Regions from separate parts of the Mus musculus genome. Here region 2 is linked to region 1. The links are chromatin contacts, called in public HiChIP or PLAC-seq maps. All regions are on one chromosome and are shown on one strand. Each heading gives the region's core, a stretch centred on a gene start, on an enhancer-like site or on the middle of the called end of the contact. The rest is flanking DNA. Distances are from core to core; before and after follow the strand shown.

Region 1 (5,494 bases), core at 1,924-4,423:
GGGCTGTGTAGCCCTGTGGAGAAGCGGAGGCTTTGGCTTCTACGCCACACCATGCACAAAGTTAATTCGAAATGCAAGAAGAAACTGTAAGATTTCTGTAAGAAATTATAGCAGAAAATCTTAATAATTTTGAGCTCGGCCAATAAATAAATAAATAATAAAGGAAAAAAACAGCTATCCCAAAGCCCATATTATTAGGATTGAGCTTTTTCAGATTTAAAAATTACTTGTTTTTTTTAAAAAAGATTTATTTATTACTATATGTAAGTACATTGTAGCTGTTGATTACAGATGGTTGTGAGCCACCATGTGGTTGCTGGGATTTGAACTCAGGACCTTTGGAGGAGCAGTCAGTGTTCTTAACTGCTGAGCCATCTCACTAGCCTTAAAAATTACTTCTTAAAAGATGTCCAGCATTATGAAAACACAAGCCAATGTCTAAGAGCAGATAACTGCATAATGTAAATTAGGCAGAGTGCTGGCAACACAAATAAATAAAATAACTCTAAAATCGCAACAGTAATGAGAAAACACCCTATTTGTGCAATTTAAAAGCTGGTCATAGCATTTGAATAAAATCCCTTTATGGTAAATAGCATATTATGGTAAATACCATAATCCTAATCACTAAGGAAATACAGATTAAAAACAAAATCACTGTATTCCCCTTGGAAAGGCCAGAGTCAGTGCCCTGCCCGTCCCAAGTGCAGGATAGGAAGGGTGCAGCTGTAGCTGTCCCACACAGCCGTTAGGAAAGCCAAGTGCTGCAGTCCGCTTGGAAAACGGAACATGTGCTTATTGTATGATTTATCTACCCGTGTGTTTACCAAGAGAGATCGAACCATTCACAATGCGACCTGCGCAAGAGCATCCACAGTGGTTTCATCTGTGACAGCTTCCAATCCGGAAACTCGTGTGCAACAAACAGGAATATGTAAATAAATGGAGTTGTAGCCATACCAGTCAGAACACGTGAATTAGTGATGCATGCAGCAATGTGGGTAAATCTCAAGGGAAATCTGCCCTGTGCGTTGGCCACAGCTATGTGGCCCTACCCCCAAAGGGCATTATTGTAGGATTCAATTTATGCAAAGTTCTGGAAAATGAAATTAAGCCTTGGTGACAAGAAGCACATTTGTGGGTGTCTGGGAGTGAGGGATAGATAGAACGTAATGGAGGCTCAGGGGCATTCTGGGGACAGGTGAATTATTTATTATTTTTACAGCGATGATGGGCTCACAGTGACACGCCAAGGGCTCACCAAGGCCTTCACTTTATAGACGTGCCTCACGTTACATTTCAGTCATGCTTCAAGAAGACTGTAGAAAAACAGTCAAGGTTTATCATCTTTATTTTGCTGAAAGTGTAAAATGAGTGCTAACGATGACAGATTTGAGCTGGCACCCTCTCTGGGAAGCAGCATTGCTCCCTCAGAGCAGGATCCTAGAAAACCAAAACCCCATAAAGAAGTGTATTAAGTTAATTTTTGGACACTTTCATTGTCCAGATTATCATTCTTTTTTCTGCTTCTTCTGGAGCTTGTTTGTTTTGTATAATTTCTTGGACTCCAGAATATTCAGAGTTCGCTGAAGGCACTGTTTCCACCCCCGCCCCACGCCCGCCCCCCCCCCCGTCCCCCCCCCCCGCCCCCTGTTCCCCCCACCCCCCGTGGTATTTGCCCTTGTTTTCTGACTCCTCTGGTGTCTAAAACTTGAGGCTGGGTGTAGAGGACATGAAGGAGGCAAGAGGAGCGGGGAGGCTGCGTCATGGAAAGACCTTGGCGCCCCTCAGGAAGGAAGGACCTGCTTGGCGGGATCCCAGGCTCTTTTCCTGTTCAACCTCCCGAAGACATTCCGTTCTGTGTGGCCCTGCAGAGCAGCTCTCTCAGTTTCTCTTCTGAGATACCCCTTTGATAGTCCTGTCAGGTGGAGCTGCCTGGTGCCCTGTGGGCAGCCAGTGACTGTCTCTTGACCTGATTGCTGGACACAAGGGCATGAGATTTTTTTTTTACACCAAATTTCTTCTGTATTTTCTATCACTTGGCTTCTTTCTTCTCTTTTGTACTTTGTAATGGTTATTAATTCTCATGATTGGTTTTTGTTCCCCCTGAGGGAACAAAGGAGCGTCTAGCATTGACTAGCTTGCAGTGTTTTACGGGAATATGATTTAGACTCTCTAGGGAGGTCTGGTCCGACGTCTGAATGAGCTCTCTAGTCCTTCCGTTTCATTGGGAGATGGCTTTTGCTCTGGGAGGGCTGGTTGCTTTGTCATGTAGGTTATGGCTGGGATGGATAGCTGCCTCCACAGATGCATCCTTCCCACCTCTGCTCTTATCACTCTCTGCGATCACTTTGCTAATCAACTTCTTTATTATACCTCTCCTATGTTTTCAGTGTTGGCGATTGAACCCAGGGCCTTCACCCATGCTAGCCAGTCTCTCCCGTCACTGGGCTACACTGCTAGCCCTCACATCTCCCTTCTGTAGTGTGTAAGGTCTTGGGGAACAGGGTACTCTTCTGACCCCAGCACTGTGAACAGTCTGTGGTATGTGACACCAGATGTCTGTTAAAACAAACAAACAAACAAACAACCCCAACAAATAAATAAGAGAAAGAAGTTTTATGTGATGTTGGGGCAAATAAAGTGTATGTATTTGGAGAATATCTTTTTCTTTAAACCTTTCATTCATCTTCTAAGCCAGTCAGTGTTGCATCTGTTGATCAGTGGCATACCCACGTGACCTTGAAAGATTGGCTTGGATGTTTATGTCCATTAAATATATTAGTAGATGGAAAATGCTCTGTGTGGTGGGCTTGTTGGTTTTCTGGGGCAGGAGGTCCCAACCACCCCTGGGCAGGTGCTTGTGGGTTGTATAAAACATAGATAGGCCAACAGAGTTCCTCCATGGCCTCTGCCTCAGTTCCTGCCTCCAGATTCCTGCCTTGAGTTTTCCTCAATAAAGGACTGTGACCTGCCAGACGAAATGAATCCTTTGTTCCTCAGGTTGCTTTTAGTCATGGTCTTTATCACAGCAATAGCAAGCAAACTAACATAGATGCAACATCCCTGGCTTTATCCATTCTAAAAGTCTATGGGTTTTGTATTGGTAGTATCTGGTAATTCCCTTCAGTTGAAATTTTTGAGCCCTGGGTTATGTCTGGAGGCATAAGCAAGAGCTGCATGGGAGGAGTCTGAATCATCTCGCCTTGTGCAGTGTGGTTATCTGAGAGCATCTGAAAAGGTACCTTGTGGAGGCAGAAGTGGACGAATTTTTAGGAGGTGAGTAGCAAGCAGTTAGGGAGGGAAGTCCCTGAAGTCTTTCTTCTACAGTTTTTTTTTTTCTATTTTATGCAACAGCTGGCTATCGCATATCTCATTGTGTATCGATGGCTAAGTTCTCTTTTATTAGGATGTAATAAAAGATCGAGCCTGCGTAGTGACTGCTTTCTACTCTTACTGCTGTAACACCCAGAGTGGCCTTTCTCAGTTGCCACCCAGAAACCACAAGCTCCTCCTCGGTTTCTCGGGCCTGATCAGAGAAACCCACAATTTCTAGTTCAGTTCGGGGTGTTCTCCTTTGTTTTGCTGCTGGTTTCCTCTTGAGACATCTGTCTCCCCGCACTCTAGCCCACACGCTGCAGAGTGAGAACCTTCCAGTTCCCCCACAGACCCAAGCATAGTGCTCATTCCTACCTACAGGCTTCCTGACAGACGATAGCCAGCCAAGAGAACCTTCTCTGACCTGTCCAGTTCTGCTTTGCTGCTCCTTCCATCCCTCTTGGCCACAACGTCTCTAACCTGAAGGAATGGAGTGTGAATGGCTTGTCTCTCACAGACATCTGGGAAACTGGTCTGTGGCAGTTCAGAGTATACGGCAGCCAAGTGACTAAGCCTCTTCTTTTTCGGTCTAGAGGTAGCTGGTGTAATAGACACATCTCTATCTGAAATGCCCAGCTAAGCATGCCCACCGTGGAAGAGTGAGCTATGGACCAGGCTTGATGTTGTGTACCCTTGAGAGTCCGTGGGTGAAACAGACGCAGCCTGTTCCTTTGTAGGTCTCATAGTTCCAGTGAGGAGATAAATTGGGGATGGAAAACCCATAAACAACACTAGCCAGGAAATTACAGCATGGAGGCCGGTCGTCAGGTATTGGTAAGCAACTGGTTTGGGGGAAATACAGACATTTTCCTGGAGAGAAGAGGAGCTGATTTATAATGCTCTTGCATAGATAACCGTGGGTGACCTGCTTTGCTTAAATGACGGAAAGATCCCTCCTCAAGAGGAACAGGAACTTCTGACCTGATGATGCTCTCCAGGAGACATCACAGGTGAAAGGCCTTCCTGCGTCTCTGAGCTCCCTGCCCCCAGACGCTTTGGAAACTATGGCAAGGAATTATGTTTTGATATCTGTAAATAGCCTGCGAATATTTGTGACTTCCACGGGCAGAAAGCAGTTAACTCTGTGTTTGACTCACACAGCACCTCAAGTTCTGTATCTTCTTGAACCAGGAGCCAGTTAGTGTTGTGACACTCCAGTTTGCCACGGTCTCCACCGCTCCCTGTTACACAAGCAGACCCTTTGACTCAGGGCCTTCTCAACCCTGGGAGGAGGGTCGGAGCTGGTGACACCATAGCCTATACCTTCATTTTCAGGATGTGGGAACTAAAATTCCAGCCCAAGCAGTATTGTTGCTGTGCTCACAGGAAGTGTCACACACACACACACACACACACACACACACACACACACACACACACACACACGAGCACATTTAAGGTCTGTATACTGAGCCTTTAATCCTAGCACTCGGGAGGCAGAGGCAGAGGCAGGCAGATTTCTGAGTTTGAGGCCAGTCTGATCTACAAAGTGAGTTCCAGGACAGTTAGGGCTACATAGAGAAACCCTGTCTCGAAAAACCAAAACTAAAAAAAAAAAATCTGTACACTGTGTATACATATAAGATATCCATTAATTTATAAATATACTAATCGATCTTTGTCTGGATTCCAGATTAGATCTGTAGTGTCCTACGCAGAGAAGCAGATGTCTCAGTAATTATGTTGGGGACTTAACTTTTACTGGAAATTAGTATTGTATGACCTATTAGTATTGTATGACCTATCCCATTAGAAGAAGACCCTTTAGATCTTCTTTTATTATAGTGTTGAGGTTTGGACCCAGCACTTGCATATATTAGGTAAGCCCCGCTTTGCTTTGTAGATCACAGCTTACATCGTATGTGAGGACTGTGTTGTCAGGAGAACGGGTGACTTTGTCCCCTATCAGCTGGGATCTCAGGCAAATCTCCACTTATCAGAGTTTCAGCTTTCTGGCCTTTATCCCGGAAGTATTGCAGCAGGATATCCCTAAGGACCCTTCCATCTATCTGTATAGCCTCTGCCTCCATCCTGTAGGCGACTCTATATGTCATTTCCTGCTTTAGGCGACCGTCATTTCCTCCCTTTGGGAGTAGCTGGGTTGGTAAAGCAGTCA
Region 2 (5,494 bases), core at 1,447-3,946, 140 kb after region 1:
ACAGTATTCACTGAAACCTACTGTGGACTTGGGAATGCACCTGTGACCAAGATAGGTCATCTCTCCAGGGATCTAGATCCTTGTATAAAACCATAAAGAAGTAAAAGTAATGACTAGAGTAGAAAGAAATGGTTCTTGTTTGCAACTTTGTTTCCTCGAGCTAAAGGAGGAGAAGTGACAGACAAAAAACCCTCCATGCTTTTCATTATTTATCGTCTAAAGTATTTCTTAGCCGGTTCAGACTGCTATAATAAAATACCACGGTCTGATGTATACACAACAGACGCGTCCTTCTCACAAGTCTAAAGTGCGGGAAGTTTAAGATCAAGATGCGGGTCTATTGATGTCTTGTGGGAGTTTTTTTTTTTTTTTTTCTGGTGTATAGGAATGAAGCAGCCAGTGAGCACTCCCTCTGCAGTCCCCTTGATAAGGACACTGTCTCCGAGGGGGCATGCCCAGTGCACATGGGTATATGCATAGGCACACACAATAAATAAATAAATAAATAAATAAATAAATAAATGTAATAATTTTTTAATTTCAGTAGATCTCGGTTGGGGGGGGGGTGTCTCAGAAACTAGGGCAGTGCTAGAATTTTCCAGTGTACTGAGTGTTTTCCACCTGGTTGGAAACATTGAACTCTCTATGTCTGGGCAGAAAGACTGCTCAAGGAGAACCAGTGGGTAATCTAAGCACTTGGGGAAACAGTAGGATCCTGTCTTTCCTCGTGGCATTTCTATGCGTGGGAGTGGCTTCCTATACCCCAGCCTAGGCCAAGGGGAGCACTGTCCCCATTCACTTGGTTTGCTAGCCCGAAGTGCTACCCCTGCTCCAGCTAAGTTTGCAATTCCTAGGTGAGCCTTCTCCAGGAGAGCTCTTCTTCCATGTCTCCCTAGCCAGTCTGTGCCTCCCACCCTCCCAGGAAGCTTATTTTCACTGTCAGCAAACTCAGAGATGTGGAGTCCATCTTCTTCACAGCCCCTACGAAGGAGAGAAGGCTTTGTTAACTGGCTGACATCCCCTATTCCCAGACTAAGAGGAAAGAAGATATAAGGGGAATCCTTCCATCCTTCACACAGTGGCTCTTCCTCAATAGGCATTTGATGAAATAGTAGTAACAGTTCCTACTGGTGGAGGCCTTCGGAGAGGCCTCTTACAAATCACTGGTGTTTAAGTGAAACTACTGCCTCTGTTCTTTTTGGAGATCACACACATCCTCACCCCCTCCTCTCCCCCTCCCCCTCCCCCTCCCCCTCTCCCTCTCCCTCTCCCTCCCTTCCCCCTCCCCCTCTCCCTCTCCCTCTTCCTCTCCTGTGCACTGCCTACATTTCCCTGCTAAGGTCTTCTTTCCTGTTACACCAGAAACAAACAAACAAATAGAGAAAAGACTACAACCGACTAGTGGGCTCTGCACAGCATAGGAAACAGTCACCCTCCTGCTATGTGGATGTAATTTGTCCCCTCCAAAACCTGTCTTGGAGTTCAGCGTCTGATGTAACAGTGTTGAAAGACTCTAAGAAATGATTAGGCTGGTGCGGCGCACACACCTTGAATGCTGGCACTCAGGAGACAGAGGTGAATGACTTCTAAGGTGGCTGATCTACACAGTGAGCGCTGGTCTGGCCAGGGTTGCACAGTAAGACCTTGTCTCAAAGACACAGGGGAGGCCCTTAGGACATAAAGAGAGGTTGATAGAGTTCTTAACAGACTGAATTTGTTGTTGCAGGGACACACAGTGGCCCCTTGTTCTCTGTGTCTTCTGCACCTGGCATCTGCCTTGGCCTTTCTGCTGTGCCCTGGTAGCACAGGGACCTTGCCACATGTGTCTGTCCAGTCTTAGACTTTCAGCTTCATAATCACAAGCTGAATAAACGCTTTTCTTTTATACATTGTCCTAGCCTCGGGTGTTCTGTTATAACAGCAAAGGACAGACTAAAACATCTGGACCCTTATGTGTATCATAGCAGTATTCATGTCAACCAAAATATTGAAATAACCTAAATGTCCATCAACCAATGGATGAAGGGAATTTGCCTTGGAACACGACTTAGCTTTTTAAGAGGAGGAGGGAAACGCTGTCCTTTATAGCGGTGAAGATGGTCCTAAGGGATATGGCACTAATTCAGGCAAGCCGGACAAAGGAGGACAAACAGCATGATTTCATTTAACTGTGTGATCCCAAAGAGTCAGGCCCATAGAAGCAGAGTAGCCTTGTGGGTGCCAGCATCTAGAGGGAGGTGCTGAACAAAGTGTTCAGAGTTTCGGTAATGAGAGAGAAATAAATTCCAGAAGTCCGTCCTACAGCACGGGGATTGATAACAAACAACGTGTGATGGTTTCTCAGTTTGCTTACGAGGGCTCATCTTGTGTTGTGTTGAGTACTCTGAGCACAGAAGGAGGGGAAGTGCAGCAATTTTGGAGATAATGGGTGTTTAATGCATCAGTTGTAGTGATGACTACATGGATGGGTACTTAACCAAACATACCAAATTGTATGTGCTAAGTATTTGCATCTTTTGGGGTCAATCATACCTCAATAACTTAAAAAAAAAAGAAGTCTCCTCTTTGGTCCTTCATCTTTTAACACAGTTATTGAAAAGAGGAATGTGTTGAAAGACCAGTGTCTCTGGTTCCAAGAATCGCCAGTGCTGATGGTTTTTAACTTATTCCGTATAACAGCACTGGCAGCTGACACAACCTTTTGAACTTCCCTATTTCTGAGGCACTAAAAGAGAGGGATGAAGCAGAAGGGCGAGAGCAGCTCAGGTTGGAGTCATGTTTCCTAGGTAGCAATACAAGTCTACCTAGGTAGCAATGTCTCCTCTTGGGATACAGTGATGGAGGGTAGACTGGCCACTGATATCATCAAGACCCAAGCAACAGTGGAAGAGAAAGAGAAGGTAGACTCTAGTCAGTAACATGTCTGACTGGTGGAGGTGCACACTTTTCCTTTCTGTGAGACATCAGTCTTGTGTGTGCAGGAGGAAGCTGGAAGCTGCTAGCTGTGTCTAGCAGCCTCTGTTGCTGCCTCTGGGAAGCCACTCTGCCTGAGTCCCCTACCCCGCTCCTTCTGCTTGGTGGGCTTGTTTTGTATTCAGGGTCATTTCCTTCCCAGGAACTGGGGAATCTGATCTAAGATTAAAGCAGGCTTAGTTTTTCCCATGTTACAGAGGTAAAGATGAAAATACTGGTAGCAGTTAACTTGTCTTGCTTAAGGGTTACCATATGGATATATTATTACAAATGAGGACCTTCTTAGCATGGGAGGTAGACTGTGCCAATGCACGGTTTGCAGAGCCATGTAGAGACAGAAGAGACTCCGGAAAGATGCCCCCTGACTGGTCCTCTTCCGAGGGACCAGGACATAGAGTTTCCACTTACTGTATTTGGGGTGGGCTGTGAGTTATGGAATAAATACACTGTTTGTGGTTTAAGTGTACGCTTGGTTTGGACCCGTCACCCCAGGCTGTGCACACGACACTGTACTCATTTGCCCCTGCTTGGCTGATGCCTCACACAGATGCAGACTAGGCTATGGTCTAGTCAGTCATGGTCTAGTTTAACCATGAAGGAAATTTCTCCACCATTCCATTATGAGGATGAATAAGCCCTGAGCACCTGCTGTCTACTGTGTTTGCTTTTGAAACTCAAGACAAATGAGATAAGAGACACTTTCACAAGAATTTGTCTGTTGGGGCTTTGAACCATGTGTGTATGTGTGTGTGTGTGTGAGTGCACACACATGTGCACACATACACGATGTCTTAAAGGCTTAATGTAGGCAATACAACAAGAGCACAGAAAAGGCAGTCATTTTGATGGGAAGGCCTTGAGGAAGGAACACCTCTTGAACCTGTGTCAATGTAGGGCGCACCTGCCAGATAGGTTAGAGCAGGAAGGATAGAGGCATGGAAACTAAGAAATTGTGAAGATTCCATGTGATCAGGATGGGAGCCCGGGAAATGGCTGGGATGAAGTCACATCTGAGGAAAGCTGAGGTCGGGGCAAGGGCAGTTTTGAGATGAAGCTACAAGGTTTCAGTTTTCCTTGTCTGTCAGTGGCAGCCATCAGATGTTTGGGGAACAGACCAACAGTGGCCAGCCCAGAAACCAAGATTTCAGAATTTTTGGTCATAGGCCAGGCAGGAAACAATTCTCCAAGCAAGCCAGTGGGGAGAGAAGAGGGATGGAATTGGTAGCGCAGTAAAGCGAAAGTGGACAGAACGAACATGGATGGTAGAGCCCGTAGACATGAAAGATGGCCCAAGATTTCCAGTGATGAGCTTTTAACTTTCCCCACCCCCAAGTCACCACAGCCAAGGGGTGACTTTTTACTTCCAGTCTTTTTACTTCCAGTCTTTCAAAGTCTGAGAAGTCAAGACAGCCCTAGTAGCTATGCCCAGAATGCAGTTAGAAATACAGACTGGCATCTCCCAAGAGAGGAGCCAGGGTAGAGGTTTACATTCAAGAGCCAACTGTCCAAGTGATGTTTAAACTCATGGGATTGAATTCCACAGGTAGAGGGCAAAGGCGAGTATGCGTGGGAGGGAGGATCCTGAACAGGACAGCCTGGGGTCTGTCACCTCAGCATGCTCAACTTATATGTGCAAAATGGCTTCCAGTCTTCCAGCAGGCGACTGCTGCATGACTTGAGAGAGACAGAGGTACCTTTCTCAGATTTTCACAAAGGCGCCGTGTGATCTAGCAGGGATGATGGAAGTTGATGTAGGCAAGAATCAAGAACAGAGCCTCCTAGGGAACCGCCCACCCTTCCAGGGAGGGCAGGGAGGAGGACCTGCCTAAAAGACACTTAGAAGTGGTTAGAGACTTACATAGGATTATTGTGCTTGGTTGCTTCCTTAGTCACCACAGGGATCTCTCATCTGCCCTTGGTTTCGTGACTCAGGCGGACCTATACCCCCAGTCCCACCAGGTCATAGCATCACCCCCTTCCCCAGACCAGCTGGGTTTGCTGGTGATCTATCTCTGTTGGGTTAAGATTCGGAACTGTCACACTTGTGGCTGCCATGTGCTCCTGAAAGCCAATGCTAGGCAGGTGACCATCATCCTTACGAATAGCTGTCTTTGTTTAGTGACCATCGTTGTGCCTGCTGGTGGAGCAGAGAAAGCGGTGCTCTCTGCCCTGTGGTTCATCCAATCACAACCAGGTTCTAGGCAGCCAAGATTCAAGCAGGAACAAGCCACAGCAGCCCAGAGCAGGAGGAACCTTGGCTACCCTCAGGTCCTTCCTTCTTTGGGCCGGGCAGGGTTGGGGAAACTTCTTGCCCTGGTGACTGCATAGAGAAGAAAGGATCTCCCCAGAACAATGGCTTGGAAGCTGGCCTGGATTCCTCATGGCTTAGCTACAGAGGCTCACTGCCTCCCCTGTCTGTGTTGGTTGAGACACTAGAAATGTTTCTTGCAGAAAAGAAGGCATGTCCCTGTCCTGGCACGTGATCATCTGCCCATACAGACCTGGCCCGGCTTCATCTGGC

The links. HiChIP or PLAC-seq counts read pairs in DNA pulled down with a chosen protein or histone mark.
Region 2: an H3K4me3 HiChIP or PLAC-seq map of bone marrow-derived macrophages shows a contact between it and region 1, with 2.7 times the contacts expected there. The contact joins two enhancer-like sites. A contact is called at or near these places in 6 of 115 datasets of contacts at active chromatin or transcription factors (the 230-238 cell line, CD8 T cells, bone marrow-derived macrophages and 2 more).

Annotation. Positions count from the first base shown.
Region 1 is chr12:73,590,013-73,595,506 of GRCm38.p6, forward strand. The region is part of intron 1 of Prkch (protein kinase C, eta); the gene reads left to right. Among named protein-coding and RNA genes, the nearest start is that of Prkch, 8.0 kb to the left of the region's middle. Within about 2 kb of position 3,174, at least 99 of the 459 cell types and tissues checked have an H3K27ac peak or open chromatin away from gene starts, as enhancers often do. A contact at or near this core is called in bone marrow-derived macrophages, where this site is marked.
Region 2 is chr12:73,734,430-73,739,923 of GRCm38.p6, forward strand. The region is part of intron 10 of Prkch (protein kinase C, eta); the gene reads left to right. Among named protein-coding and RNA genes, the nearest start is that of Gm34189, 45 kb to the right of the region's middle. Within about 2 kb of position 2,697, at least 15 of the 459 cell types and tissues checked have an H3K27ac peak or open chromatin away from gene starts, as enhancers often do. A contact at or near this core is called in bone marrow-derived macrophages, where this site is marked.